2 separate regions of the Zea mays genome follow, and region 1 is linked to region 2. A link is a contact called in public Hi-C data. All regions are on one chromosome and are shown on one strand. The core of a region is the stretch at or near the end of the contact, and the rest is flanking DNA. Distances in the headings are between cores, read along the strand shown. Region 1 holds the start of LOC103626028 (cation/calcium exchanger 1). Region 2 holds the start of LOC100384360.

What was found. A called contact is a pair of places that touch in the nucleus more often than the background predicts.
Region 1: a Hi-C map of ear shows a contact between it and region 2, with 3 times the contacts expected there. The contact joins the promoter of LOC103626028 here to the promoter of LOC100384360 in region 2. A contact is called at or near these places in 6 of 25 Hi-C or Micro-C datasets (ear, leaf, leaf mesophyll and 1 more).

Annotation. Positions count from the first base shown.
Region 1 is chr5:16,147,188-16,154,533 of Zm-B73-REFERENCE-NAM-5.0, forward strand. LOC103626028 (cation/calcium exchanger 1) reads right to left here and starts at 4,754. Exons shown (of 1, transcript XM_008646411.4): 1 at 544-4,754. The coding sequence starts at 2,669. The coding sequence ends at 939.
Region 2 is chr5:15,894,402-15,901,700 of Zm-B73-REFERENCE-NAM-5.0, forward strand. It overlaps LOC100384360, which reads right to left and starts at 4,485. Exons shown (of 2, transcript NM_001176907.1): 1 at 4,107-4,485; 2 at 1,689-2,396. The coding sequence starts at 4,328. The coding sequence ends at 2,019. It overlaps LOC100276765, which reads left to right. Exons shown (of 10, transcript NM_001312896.1): 4 at 49-115; 5 at 211-285; 6 at 374-637; 7 at 716-761; 8 at 851-929; 9 at 1,034-1,143; 10 at 1,240-1,572. The coding sequence ends at 1,126.

The DNA.
Region 1 (7,346 bases), core at 3,504-6,003, 250 kb after region 2:
AATTCACGCAACTACGTAACTAACTAATCCACAGAACGGGGGGAGAAAAGAATGTGACGAGAAAAGGGCGATCTCTATCCGTGTGTTTGGTTGGGTGCATGCGCCCGTGCAAAACTCTAGAGATGCAAAAATCAGACAGCTCCGTGTGTTTGGTTGCTTGGACGTGTGTCTGGGCCAGGCCACGCTCGTGCAAAACATTGGCCTCAGCTAGGCCCGTGGGATACGGCCAAAAGGGGATGCAAAACACACGATGACTCCCCGGCGTTTGCGCGTGAAGACCTGGGGTGCGTGCGGATGGGGATGGACATGGACCCAATTTTTACCTGTCCCTCAGTAACCGCGTTCTGTCCAGGCGAATAAGCTTGCGACTGCAAAGCCCAGCGCCAAACAGTGATTGCTCTTTTAGCCATTAGTCAAAGACCACAGTACGCCAGTGCAATTCAGAGGCAATTTAGGACCTGTTCAGTGGAGTGGAGCAATTTGATCCCACCTCTTCGAATTGCGATCGAGACTCTCTTTTTTTTCTATAAACAAATTAAGAAATGGGATCGAATCTTGAACTTTCTTTCAACTGATACGAACATCCCCGCAGCTTATTGAGTGAGTAACACACAGTTGTCGGGCCAGTCTTTCCGGCCACAAGTCAGAACAGAACCCCCCTTTTCCAAAACAGAAGGGGACGGAAAAACAAATCTTCTGTCAGGACACTAACCAACGCCTACGTGTGGAGTATACTGCTACCACCTGTCCACCTCTCTACCATATACTACCACTACATTAATATAAGTACGTACAAGGTTATCTACCCTTCATCCTTTCTGTACCCCTATCATTTTGCCATCAATCTAGATCCACCACCATCAGTTGGATCATTCACAGCGGTCATCAGCAGCAGCAAGAAACAAACGAACGATCGCGGCCAGGCAGGCTTCCCAGTCCTAGCTCCAGAGCCCCAGCGTCTCGGAGACGCGCACGGCGAAGAAGCAGAGGTAGATAGCGATGAGCCCGACCCCGTAGACGCGGTCGATCCGCATCCCTCGGACGGGCACCACGAACAGCGCCCACGCCAGCGCCGCGCCCAGGAACCCCACCGCCTCGTACGCCGCCGCGTCCACGGGCACCGCGAACGGGGCCGGGTGCTGCGCGCCCGCCGCCAGCGCCAGCGACAGGCCCAGCCCCACCACCGTGTTGAACAGCGGGCCGGCGTAGCACCCGGACACGGCCGTCTGCGCGCCGCCGGGCCCGCCGTGCACCGCCATCGCCACGTTCGACACCAGGTCGCCCAGGGAGTCGCCCCACGCCAGCACCGTCACGCCCAGCACGCTCGGCTTGATCCCGGCCACGTACCCGATGGCCACCAGCAGCGCCACCAGCTCGCGCGCCAGGGTGTACGCCCACAGCACGCTCATCACGAACCCCGCGGCGAGCCACGGCACGCGCCGCCTCCGCCCGCGCGGGGGCGAGCTCGCGTCCGTGGTGGCCGCCGCGAGCGCCGCGAGCAGGAGGCCCAGGAGCGCGCCTCCTACGAGGACCGCGAGGCCGTGCCACGACGTCGGGTTGTGGCGCTGCGAGCTCCAGGTCACGGCGATGAGGACCGGCGCCAGCGCCGCGGAGGCCACGGCGTAGGGCCGGGACCAGCGGTGCCCCGCGATGTCCGGGATGGTCAGGCGGCGCGGCAGGTACAGCGGCATGCACAGCGCGGCCGCGAGGCAATGCAGCGTCGCAATGACCCTCGACGTGGCCGTGCTGGACGCCTCCGTCTTGGTGTGGGACGGCAGCGACGGGACGACGTCGCCCACGTCGTCGTCGTCGTCGAGGAGGAGCGGCGCCGAGAGGCTGTCGGCGGCCGGCTTGCCCTTCTCGGTGCAGCAGTGGGAGGTCCAGACGAGGACGACGTAGCCGACGTAGAGCGAGACGAACGACGCGGCCACCCAGACGGTGACCTCCCCGTGGACGAGCACCGCCAGCAGGTAGCAGAGCGCGAGGAGGAGGAAGCAGAGGTCGCGCACGAAGCCGCGCCACTCGACGACGGCCCCGCCCCGCGCGCCCACGGCGAGCGCGACGGCGCCCGCGACGACGGTGGAGACGAACAGCGCCCCGCCGAGCGCGCTGCCGAGCCCGACCCCGCCGCCGCCGTCGTCGCCCGACGCGAAGGACACGACGCTGGCGAACACGTCGGGCGCGCCGTTCCCCAGCGAGAGCAGCGTGACGCCCGCGACGGCGGGGGGCAGGCGCAGCGCCGCCGACAGGCCCTCCAGCGACGCGCAGAAGTACTCGGACGCGGTGTCGCCCAGGAGGTAGAAGAGCACCGCGAGCCACAGCGCGAGCGCGGCGCACGCGGCCGCCGCCGGCGCGCCGGCGAAGGCGCAGTAGAAGAGGCGCAGGTAGTCCACGTACCCCGCCGGGGAGCAGGGCGAGTTCTGCGCGCGGAGGTACGCGCACCGGGCCTCCCCGCCGCTGATGGACTGCAGCTCCTCGCAGCTGTCCCCCCGTGCCTTTCCGGAGGAGGACGAGGCGTCACCGAGAACTGACCCGCCCCCGGACTCTGCCCTGCCGCTGGTGGGGGCGGCGAGGAGTGAGGAGGATGTGAGGAGGAGGAGGAGGAGTAGTAGGAAGCAGGCGCTGGGGACGGCGGGGGCAGTGCGCGCTCGCCCGCGCGTGAGCGCCATAAAATGAGCGGCAAGGCGGGGTGGGGTTTAGCCGGAGATTTGGTCGGCCGGCATACCGTGCGGGGCGCGCGGGAGTTGGGGATCTCGGTGCGGGGCGAGGCGAGGCGGTCTTGACGAGATGTGCGGGTGGGCGAGGAGCCGAGGACTCGTGGATGGGTCTGCTCGTCTGGAGCTGGAAGATCAGGCAGGAGCAGGACAAGGTCACAAGGACAAGGACCGGAAAAGAGGCCACTGGCCTGGGGTGCTTGCTTCCGTCCGCGTTAAGTAATGACGAGGAACAGAGATATAGGAAGCCAAAGGAGTGCGAGAGCGAGACGACGGTGAGGTGGTGCGTCCGCGACTCCGCGTGGAGGATAGACGGGGAAATCGTCCGCGTGGTGGATCGGTCGGTGAATTGGAAGCTGGAAGAAGCGGCAGCGGGTGGCCGGCTCGTGTGGTGGTGGAACCGCGGATAGGCTCGTATCGTATTCGTAGCCATAGACAGCCGCGCGCGTTTTGGGCGGGAACGGCGGCTGTGCGTGCGTGTAGGCGAAGTGACGCGACGGTTTCTCTTAGGGCATGTACAGTGGTGTTTAATGTAAAGTCTCTTAAAGTGTTTAAGGGGTTATTTGCAAAAAAAATCTTAGAGCCGTCTCTTCGTGAAGAGACGCCTCTGGCTCGTATCCGTGAGGCTATTTTTCACATGGAACATAATAAAGCTCCTGGACCAGATGGTTTTCCGGCTGAGTTTTAATTAATAAAAGATGATTTACTAGCCTTGTTCATGGAATTTCACAATGGCACTCTCCCTGTCTATAGTCTTAATTTTGGAATCATTACTCTTTTACCTAAGAAATGTAATGCCTTAAAAAAACAAGATTATCGACCCATTTGCTTACTTAATGTTAGTTTTAAGATAATTACTAAAGTCCTGACGAACAGAATTGGAGTGGTTGCAGACAAGATTATTAATCCCTCGCAAACTGCTTTTATGTCTGGTCGTAATATTCTTGAAGGCGTAATTGTGCTCCACGAGACTATTCATGAACTTCATAAGAAAAAAATGAATGGAGTGATTCTAAAGTTGGATTTTGAAAAAGCTTATGATAAGGTAAAATGGCCCTTCCTCCAACAAGCTATGTGAATGAAAGGTTTCTCGCAGAAATGGTGTGATTGGGTTCAGTCAATTGTCTCTGGAGGACATGCGGGGGTTAAAGTTAATGATGAAATTGGCCCTTTCTTTTCTACTCATAAGGGTCTCCATCAAGGTGATCCTCTCTCTCCGATTCTCTTTAATATAGTTGCGGACATGTTGCCAATTCTATTTTTAAGAGCAAAGGTAAATAACCAATTCACGGGTGTGGTTCCTCATCTAGTGGATGGTGGCCTTTCTATCCTCCAGTATGCGGATGATACCGTTGTTTTTCTGGATCATAACTTGGATCAAGCACGAAATGTGAAACTTCTCCTGACCGCTTTTGAGCAGATGTCAGGTTTGAAAATCAACTTTCACAAAAGTGAGCTTTTTTGATATGGGTTAGCTAAGGATCATGAAATGGATTATTCTTGTCTTTTTGGTTGTGGGATCGGTTCTTTTCCTCTCAAATACCTTGGAATCCCTATGACCCATCGCAGGTTACGAAATAGTGAGTGGCAGTGTTATTGATAGATTCGAAAAACGATTAGCTATGTGGAAAGGTAAATTACTTTCTTCCGAAGGTCGTCTAGTGCTCATTAATTCAGTCTTAAGCAGCCTCCCTATTTTCATGATGTCCTTTTTTGAGGTGCCTATCGGGGTGTTAAAAAAAACTAGATGCCATCCGCTCTCGGTTCTATTGGCAAAATGGCCAATTTAAAAAGAAATACAGACTTGCAAAATGGAATATTATTTGTCAACCTAAGGAGGTTGGTGGCTTGGGGGTAGCTAATCTAGCCACTAAGAACATTTGTTTACTCAGCAAGTGGCTCTTTAAGTTATTGAATCAAGACGGTACATGGCAACAACTTCTAAAAATAAATATTTAGGATCCAAATCACTTACTCAAGCCGTGAGAAAATCAGGAGACTCTCATTTTTGGGCTGGTCTCATGAATATTAAGGAAGAATTCTTGAGGTGGGGGAGGTTTCGAGTAGGTGACGGTCACGCAACTAGGTTCTGGGATGATAGATGGATTCTGGATAGACCGCTTAAGGTCATTTATCCAAACCTTTTTAATATCGTGCGGAAAAGAAAGGCTTTAGTCAAAGATGTTATGAATGGAAATTTACCCAACCTTTCTTTTCGCAGAGCTATTGTAGGGGTGAAGCGGGTCGAGTGGCATAATTTATCAACTTTACTCGCATCTATTCCTTTGGGTCATTCGAAGGACAAATTCTTATGGGGACCTCACCGAAATGGAGTTTTCTCAGTCCAGTCAATGTACCGCCTTCTAATGAATACTCCCACTTTAACCCATAATATGTTGCTTTGGAAACTAAAAATCTCTCTCAAAATTAAAATTTTCTTGTGGTACTTAGGGAGAGGAGTTATTCTCACTAAAGAAAATTTAGCTAAACGTGGGTGGACAGGAAGTATGAAATGCTGCTTTTGTAATCAGAATGAGACTATTCAACATATTTTTTTTGATTGTTACCTTATCAGGAACATTTGGAGAATTATTTACTTTGCTTTCAACATAGAGAGACCCATCAATATTAATCATATAATTGAGAATTGGGCTACTAACAAGGGAATAGCTCATCGGAAAAAACTTTTAATTGGAGTGGCAGCAATGTTTTGGTCTATTTGGTTGTGCCGCAATGATGTGGCCTTTAATTTTAAACCAATACCATCAATTTTGCAGGTTCTTTTCAGGGGGATGTATTGGCTCAGACTCTGGAGATTATTGCAGAAACAAGAAGCTCACCAAGAGATTCTTGTGGTATGTCAATCCTTAGAGATGGTGGCAATGGAGATCCTTGCAAAACATGGTTGGAGTTCTCATGCCAGATTAAAGGACGCTTGATTCGAGAACAAGTTCTTGTCAAGGATGTTATTTTTTAATGATGCATGTTTTATTAATTTTCAATCTGTAATGCCGTATGTAGGAAACTACAAAAGGCTGGAACATTTTTTGTTTCCATTATCAAAAAAAAGTAGCAACAGACGCCTCACTTCCCACTGTACGAATTTGTCGTCTGTTCTATCGATCTGATGCTATACAAATACATTTAATTCTGTATTTATTAATAGACTACGTTTATAGACACTTCATTGTACAATAGAGTCTTTTAGTTGTCTCATGTGCTTGGAGAACCGTTTTGGTGTCTCTCCACTGTACATGCCCTTAGGTTGCCGTGTGGGCCGTGAGCTGTGTGGTCAGGCCTCGTGTCGCTGTGCAATGGGGCATCATGACAACTTTGCCCGACATGGGGCCACAACAATTTCCTGCGCGAATCGGCCGCCGTGTGTGAAGTTGCGAGTGGTTGTGATGCACTGGTGTCAGGTGGACTGTGGTGTTTGTCTTGAGCCGGCAAAACAAAACGTTCGTTGCTCTCCGCGGCACGCGGAGTGCGACACCGACCGGGACCGGACGGTGGCAGAGTGCAGTAGAATTTGCACTGAAAAATTTGTTCGGATAAATGAGCAGACCTTAGGAATGTTCTACGCCCGTACGTACTTTGCCGACACTGGGTCAGCGTCGTCTTGCCAATTTTGCGTGTAGGAGAAGTGACGGTTTCTCTTTAGGTTGCCCGTACGTACTTTGTTCGACTTTCAGTTTTCGACTTGCCATAGGTGCTCACGTTTTTTCTAAATTTTTTTTATCGGAGTGTGTTTCCATGCTTATATCCACAGGATGGATATACGTGCATGGTGTGAATATCGGTATCATACTATATAGTTTTCCTCATTACAAAAAAAAAACTAGCGTGAGTGTTGATGCTTTGCTCGTGTGTCCACAATGTCGGAATCACTCATCGATCAGCCAAACCTCGTATCCCCGTAACATAGCTACACACATGCGCCAAAATCCATCACGTCGCTCTCGATATTCACAATGTGTGTATGCGTGCCTTGAACGTCTGTATTATACTATTTAAAAAACGTCTGTATTTTCAAAAAAAAAGGTCAAGTATCTGCTTTGCTGAGGCACCCACCGCGGCCAGAATGACTCGCCGCGCCGGTCAGCAAAAACCTTGTATCCCCGTAGATAAGGCCGGATGAAATACTCGTGGCTCGATAACGTACTCGACTCGGCTCGTTTTAATTTTTTAGTGAGTAAAGCTAGCATTCTAACTCGGTTCTCTAATGAGTCAACTCGGGTTAGCTCGTAAGCTAGCTCACGAGCCAAAACGAGACAAACCACAACACAAGTTTGTCTAGTCGTTGGTGTCGTCTTATCTCTTATAGTCTTGTTTTCTCGTAGTTATGATCTGTGATATGGACATGTGTGGACGTGTCATGCGCTTAAATATTTGCATTATTGCATGGCTACATACCTACATTGTATATTTAATATTTGATTATTGGTTATGGTTTTGTTAACTTTATTTCTAGCAGCATATGATGTTAGTGTTGTGCGATGAAATATTACATGTTTGTGGAATGGATGATGAATTGCTTTATAATGATGATTGCTGGTATCTTATTATAATACGGGTTTGTAAATATGTAAGTTAATATATATTTGCTTATTTAATTTAATATTAAAAGTTAGA
Region 2 (7,299 bases), core at 3,235-5,734:
TATTTTACGACTGTTCACCCCTACTTTTTGCTTATGAGTCTCAAGCAGCCACAGGAAACAGTTGACATTACAACATGTGACCAGCCAGTAGCAACAAAAGCATCGTTTAGTGGAGGTTAGATGTACATGAAATTCTCTCATTTCTATTTACTACCCACCAAAAGTATCCAACATTGATCCATAACTACTATTTTGTTTTGAATGCTGAAGATGGTGGATCTGGCAGCCACCCTACAACAAATATATTTAGTGAATCTTTGGATGCTGGAAGTACGAACCGAGACGGTATTGTTAGCTTATCATTTATTCTTCTTAATACCCATCAGGATGGCAACACAAGTTTCAACCATTTGCACTGTTGAAAATCTATTAGGTACCGCCTCAAGGCCTCCGATCCAAAAATATGCCCTCTCATCGCACATCACTCCTTGGCTTACCCCCAAGGCCACTCCTAAAATAATGTCCACTTCTGCTTCTCCAAGGCAAATATCTACCACAGCAACACCGAAGCTGATGTCTGGTGCTACCTCGCCAACAAAATCTCGAATTGAAGCTCACATGTCAATGACACCATGGTATCCATCAAGCAAGCAGTCCTCGGCAGCTAGCTCACCTCCACGAGGAGGTTCAAACCCAGGTTTGTAAAGACGTGTGGTTGTTTGAAACTAGAATGTTGCATGGATAGAATAAATACGGCTGATGCTGGGGTTTTCAGGTCGGACTCCTCGTGTTGATGGAAAGGAATTTTTTCGCCAAGCCAGGTCTGTTGATATCTTTACCTCTTTTCTGAACAGTTGACGAACGAGATGGATGGTATTGTAAATTAGCAAAGCTTCATTACCATCTGTAGGAGTCGTCTATCCTATGAACAATTTGGAGCATTCTTAGCCAACATCAAAGAACTCAATGCCCATAAGCAGTCCCGTGAGGTTGGTCATTTCGGTCCATCCATCTGCTAATTCTTTTTAACTGAGGAGCTGTCTGAGTCATAACACACAACTACATAACTGCACATGTTTACATTTTAAACCAGGAAACTCTCAAGAAAGCTGAGGAGATCTTTGGTCCAGAAAACAAAGATCTATATCTGTCTTTCCGAGGCTTGCTAAATCGTAGCATGCCGTAGGCTCCGTATGTCTCTTTGTAAGTCCCTCTATCCAATGGCAGAGTTCCCTCATGCTTTAGATTTGCCGCACAGCTAATACTAATAGGATACACAGTTTGTTGTTGGGTTTGCAGGTAATGAAGTTGCCGCATTGGCAACTTATTGCCATCTAAGTTGTGGATTTGAAGATCTAGTTGGAAGTTTTGCCCCCCATAATCCACACTAGGTTTAACGAGCGTCGAGCGGACCTCTCTGAACAACTGAGTGCGCAAACCAGAGTTGCTCCTGTAAGTGTTGCACCTGTCGAGTGCTAAACTATAGGATGCATCCTGTCATGGTGCCTACATTCTTCGTAAAACCATGAAACAGAATCTTGGGAGTAAAATTCCATCTCGTCCCCAACTCAATCATCAATTGCAATCGGTAGCTGCATCTTGTTCTGTTAACCTCGAACTAACTTTTTCGTTTTGCTCTGTTTGTACTGAGGTTTCTCTGTGAAAAGTTGATTTCGCAGCTAACAAAAGTTGGCACATGATTCTGAGAACACGGGCAATGAAAAGAGGAAAACACTCGGACAAACATTGGTAAGATCGATCTGCATTTCCACAGCAGAGTTCACCTGTTTTAACTAGGCAGTAGATGCACACCAATACCTGTAACCATGTTCCACCTTCTCATGGAAGGACAGCCAAAAAAATCAAGCCCTGGACATACTGGTAGAAGGTATAGGAGAAGAAGGCCTTCTACGTACGCTCGCCTTCCATTCCTCCTAGTGTGACGCTGTTACAGCGCGCGCACACCATATACCTGATGACACCATCTGTGACTCAAAAAACAGCACCTGATCGACCACACGACTAATAGATCAGAAGAGAAGCGCTCGGTTGTCAGCGGCCTCCATCCCGGCCCTAGGCTAGTAGGACGACCAGAAGTGGGCGTCGTCCATGCCGGGCTGGTCCACGACCATGTCCAGCAGCTCCGGCGTGGCCTTGCAGTGCGCCTCCGGCTCCGCCGTCTTGGGCGAGGACATGGACGAGGGCGAGCCGGCGTAGCTGCTGCCCCCGCCGCCGGCCCTGCTGGCCGCCTTGAGGCGGTGCACGATGTAGTCGTTGGTCATCCTGAGCCTGACCATCTCGGCCTGCGCCAGCGCCAGCTGCGCCTGCAGCGCCTCCACCTGCTCCTGCAGCGACGAGATGGCGCCCACGCAGCCGTACACCGGGTCCCTGACGCGCGCGTTGGCCTCGTACACCAGGCTGCTCACCGCGTCCCCTCGGTGCTGCGCCGGGATCTCCTGCACTCCCGATTCCCACCAGAGAGAGAGAGAGAGCATGAGTATTGAGGTAAACTCAACGACGGTGCGTTCAGCATTCAGGGTGGACTGACTCTTCACTTGGATCGTGCACATCGATACGTAGAGATCGATGTATGTACTCCGGTAGCAAAGAAACACCGATCGATCGCCTAGCTAGCTAGGAAAGTAGTGCTATCGGATTCGGACGGACCAACCAGCTGCAGGCTGCAGCAGTAGATGATTATTGGAGCAAGAAAAAAAAAATAAAAAGATGACAGAAAAGATCGACGACATGTCTGCGTGTTTGGTGCAGCCGAAAGCTTCTTTTTCGGACACCATGTGCGATCCATGCCTTGAGACGGCGACGGCCGTGGGTAGACCGGAGGCAGCACACACACTGCTGCCGACGGCTCGACACATGGGGACCGAGATCTTTGAACGCGAAGATACGGTCAAGAGCAGGGACAGGCCCCTGTTTGGCTCTAATAAATGTGTACGTACAAGATTGATTAGGATTGTTTGAATATATACTATAGCTTATAATTAGTTGCTAAAATTAACCGAATACATTTAAACCGTCTAGCTAATACTGTTAGCAAATTAGCTAATACTATCTTCGTCTCGTCCGCTAGTTCATTTTTTTACTAAATCGCGGTAAATAAGAAAGAACGGACATAATACTAGTTAGCTAGCTATTTATTAATTAGCTAATTCTAATAGCGATTTTTAGGCAGCTACGAAGTAACTATTAACTCTAATGCATTCAAACACTCATACTAACTATAGGTCTAGCCTAGCGGGCCTGGTCATGTGCTGATTGGTCGGCTGACGGCTCGCCCTCTCCTCTCCGGGCGTGGGCGATCTCTTCGCTTGGGGTTGGTTTGGTTTGTTTTGTTGCTGCACTGCTCTCCTCTGCTCTGCTCATGATTGGATTGGATTGGCCCCCTCCCTGAGTGCAGTGAAAGCGAGACGCTGTCTGCCCATGCCTTGTCGAGTCCATGGTTCCCCCAAGAGCCGGATTTATTACAGTAACCCCCCCAAGGAAAGAGCTGTTAAGCTCAACTACTATGGGTTACTGACTGCAGCGGAAGCTCAGTCAGGAGCAAACAAAGCTGGAGGAAAACGGACCAAGACTCGCTCGAGACTCGAGTGTACGTAGATGTAGGTCCCGGTAGGCCGGTACACAAAAGAAGCGAGGTAGGCAGAGCAGAATGATCCCTAAAAAGTGTGTTGGCCTGTCCAGTAGGATCGGAGGACGCTTCGCTGCTTTGCTTTTAATAATAAGCTATGCGTAAAGCTTGTTACTTTTGGCAAAGCAGTATACCTGAGACGCAGACAGTCTTTGCGTCTGAGTGACCGTATGGGCATAGGTGAGCTGAGCTGAGCTGCCGCGCTCCGCTGCTGGGGACCTCGTTCTTCTATAATAGAAGAAGCATGCAAACGAACGAACGAGGAGTCGAGGAACGACGGCAACGAGTTGGGGCAAATAGGAGCCCAGCAGATGGGGACATGACATGCATGGACACCACCCCCTGTTCACTCTTCGCTTCGGTGCGGCAGGCGCAGAGCGTGCGCTGTAGCAGATGGTTCGCTGTTCGTAGCCGCAGGCAAAGCGGTCGTGCGCAGCGTGGCTACATGCTGTAGTCTAGTGACCTCCGCGGCAAAGCAAACAACGGTGAGTTGGTGACGGTGGTGCAGGCTGCTGTATACCTGGAGCAGCTTGCTGACATTGCTGGCCCCGAAGACCTTGTGCACGTTGGCGAACTTGTGCGGCTCCCCGGGCGGGAAGTAGGGCGCGAAGACGCAGCCCGCCGCGCACCGGCGCCGCAGCAGCTTGCAGGCCGCGCACGGCGCCGCCGCCGCCGACGAGGCCGATCCTCCGCCCCCGCCTCCGCCTCCGGGCACCGCCATCACCACCACCGCGTCCCTCATCAGAGCGAGAGTGGGGAACTGGAGAGGCCTGAGACGCGCGCACCGGCCGGTGGAGTGGAGTATATGGCTGCTGCCCAGCCCAGTTGGGCGGCTGGGGTGTGTGGATTGTGGTAGGCACGCACAGGGGTGGCGGACGGGGCAGGTCGAGTGTTGGAACTGGGACTGGGAGCCCTTTCTAGTGGAGGCAGTAGGCAGGCGCTGGGCTGGGCAGAGATAAAAGCTGGGAAAGCAGAGCTCGCCACTGCTCCTGCTCTGCTCAGGAGAGACCGCGAGAGACTGATCAGAGATGCTGGAACAGTGGAACGGATGGACAGAGAGGCAGTTGAGCCGTCTGTCGGCTTCGCCAGAGAAGAGAGAGAGAGAGAACGCGAGCGTGTGCGTGTGAAGGAGAAGGGCGGTGAGCAGTTGAAGGGCAGGCAGGCAGACGGAGATGAGATCCCTTTCGTCCTCTCCCTTTGACCGATGGATCTCCGGCGCTCTCCGTTCACCATGCACAATTATGCTGCGGGACGCATGGAAGAGAGAGAGAGACGTAAAGCCACGGCACGCATGCTAATTGCGGCCCGACCCGACCCGACCCGGCACCGCACCGTACGTACGAGGAGGAGTAGAAGCACTGCTTGCCGGCCGGCCGGCCGGCCGAATCATTCGCGCATGATCCACACACATGGCATGGCATGGCATGCATACCGGTATCACTCTCTCCCAGCTTGCTGAGTCCTTCTGCATACACTTCTCTTATCACATGCGAGTGTGAGTGACCGGCCGGGAGGAACGAGCAGAGCAGGTGAAAAATCCTCGGGGGATGGCTCAAGAAAGCCGGATCAATCAGGTTTAGTGACCGCGCGCGGCAGGTAGCAGCGGTACAGGTGTAGTAGCGTGCATGTGATGTGAGTGAGCAAGTTGCGCGCCTGCAGTGCCGATCGAACAAGCTGATTGAACCGATCGATGGTGCATGCGGATAGGTTAGCTTGTCGGCTGATTTTATGATAATAACATATCTTAAAGGGAGATCTATGTCGATCCTTGCGTTATTTGAGGATGGATGGGCATCCACGCGGCCGTCGTCGTCGTCCGTCGGCCGGCAGGTAGCTAGCAGCGGTACAAGTGTAGGAGGCGGAGGCGGAGCCGGGGGCCGGGACATCTTTTGCTCGGTTGGTCCGGCGGTGAATGGACGGGGGCGGACAAGACGGGGCACCGGCACCCCCCGCAGCGCTCCAGCGGCAGGGCCTGGGCCTGGCCCCTGCGTGCCTTCTCTAGAAAACCGAGGCCCCCCCTTTTTGTCTGTACCGCCGGCGCGCAGCAGTGCGGCAACGCGACCGCCGTCATGGCCACTCGATGGATCATTGTGGCCGTGCAGTGCACCGTCCCCTGCCCTGCTGCTGCTGCTGCTTGGCCATTCTTCTCACTCTCAGGCACCGCACCGGCGTTGCTTGCCGCTGAAGAAAGCCACGGCGGAGCCCATGTGTGGCACTGCCATGAGCGAGCGCGATGATTGGTGTTCCTCCTCCTCCTCTCGCCCCGGCCGGTCCGGCGGTCGGCCCTCAGCCCTGAGGACAGGCCGGCCGGACATCCGTACGGCCCGCCGTCTCTTTCGCCGCTTTTCAACCTCCCACTCCCAGCCGCTTTTCACTCGAGAATCATTGGCCCCGCGCGGTAATCAGCGCCTACGCTACGCGTGCCAGCATCGATCACTGGAACGTACGCTGCTGCTGTTCTTCATTCACAGCCCACTGAAATCCACACGACGCAGAGAGATCGAGAGCCAGCCAGAGACGGCCAGTCGGCTCCCTGTCGCCGCCAAACAAAAACCTGCGGCTGTACCTGTACTGTACGCGCTGTGCCGCGTACATGGACCAGACGCGGGCTTCCGGACGCCTGTCCGCCGCAGACCGCAGGTTCATTGCACCAATGGCATGCATGTCTGTGTGTATACATATACAAGTTGTCCTATTCCACCCGTCGCGTCTCCAAACCAAACCGTAGAGGTTGTCCTGTCCTCTTTGAAAGCTCGATGAGATAACTTAGGCCATGTTTAGAAGCAACTAGTTTTTATCTTTTTTAGCTAGGAGATATCAGCTTCTTGATTTTTTAAGAAACACAAAGTAATCTAATTTTTATAAACTGAGTCATAAGATGGTATATTTGGAATCATTATCTAGATTTCTATAAACCAATTTCTTAAAAACTGGATGCTTTCAAAACCAGTTTTTTTAGGTCTTGTTCGTTTACGTCGGATTGCATCCGGAATCGTTCCAGCTAATCAAAGTTTATATAAATTAGAGAAGCAATCCAGCTAGGAATCGTTCCGACCCACCAATCCGACACAAACGAACAAGGCCTTAACCGGACGGCAGGCCGGCAGCTAGCAGGCAGTAGTAGCACATCATACCGCTAAGCCACCTCCTGCCGCCTCTTTCTGGTTTTAAAGACGTGCTGCTAGTGCTACTGTACTTGGTTTGAATGCTTTCTTTGGAAAAACCTTTTCCTCCTCCTTCGAGCAGTCGGTTTGATGTTGATCCTCTCGCTTCACAGGCACATGCATGAGGGATTCAGAGCAGCTTCTTTGTTTTTTTCCTTCTTCTCCTCATTTTTCCTTTTTCATGTGGAACAAAAGTAGAACTAGAGAAGCATCTTCTGCTACCAGCCATCCAACAGCACAAACAACTAGTAGTAGTAACATAATTTTTTTCTTCTCCTTCTCCTTCCTAAAATGGTACTTGCAACACAGACATATTTTTTTTAATAGAGAGAGATAGAGAGAGATACTTTGCTCTAGGAGGCTAGGGGAGTGTTGTGTTGCTGAAATGCTGACTACTAATTCATGGACTGATTCTACTCCAATCATCACATGGGCCGGGACACATCAAAGTTGTTGTCGCCAGACTGATGAGGGCGGCGGCTAGACAAAAAAAAAAGCGTAGCTCCTAGTAGGCATGGAGTAGCCGGCCGCCGCAGAGGAGACACGGCA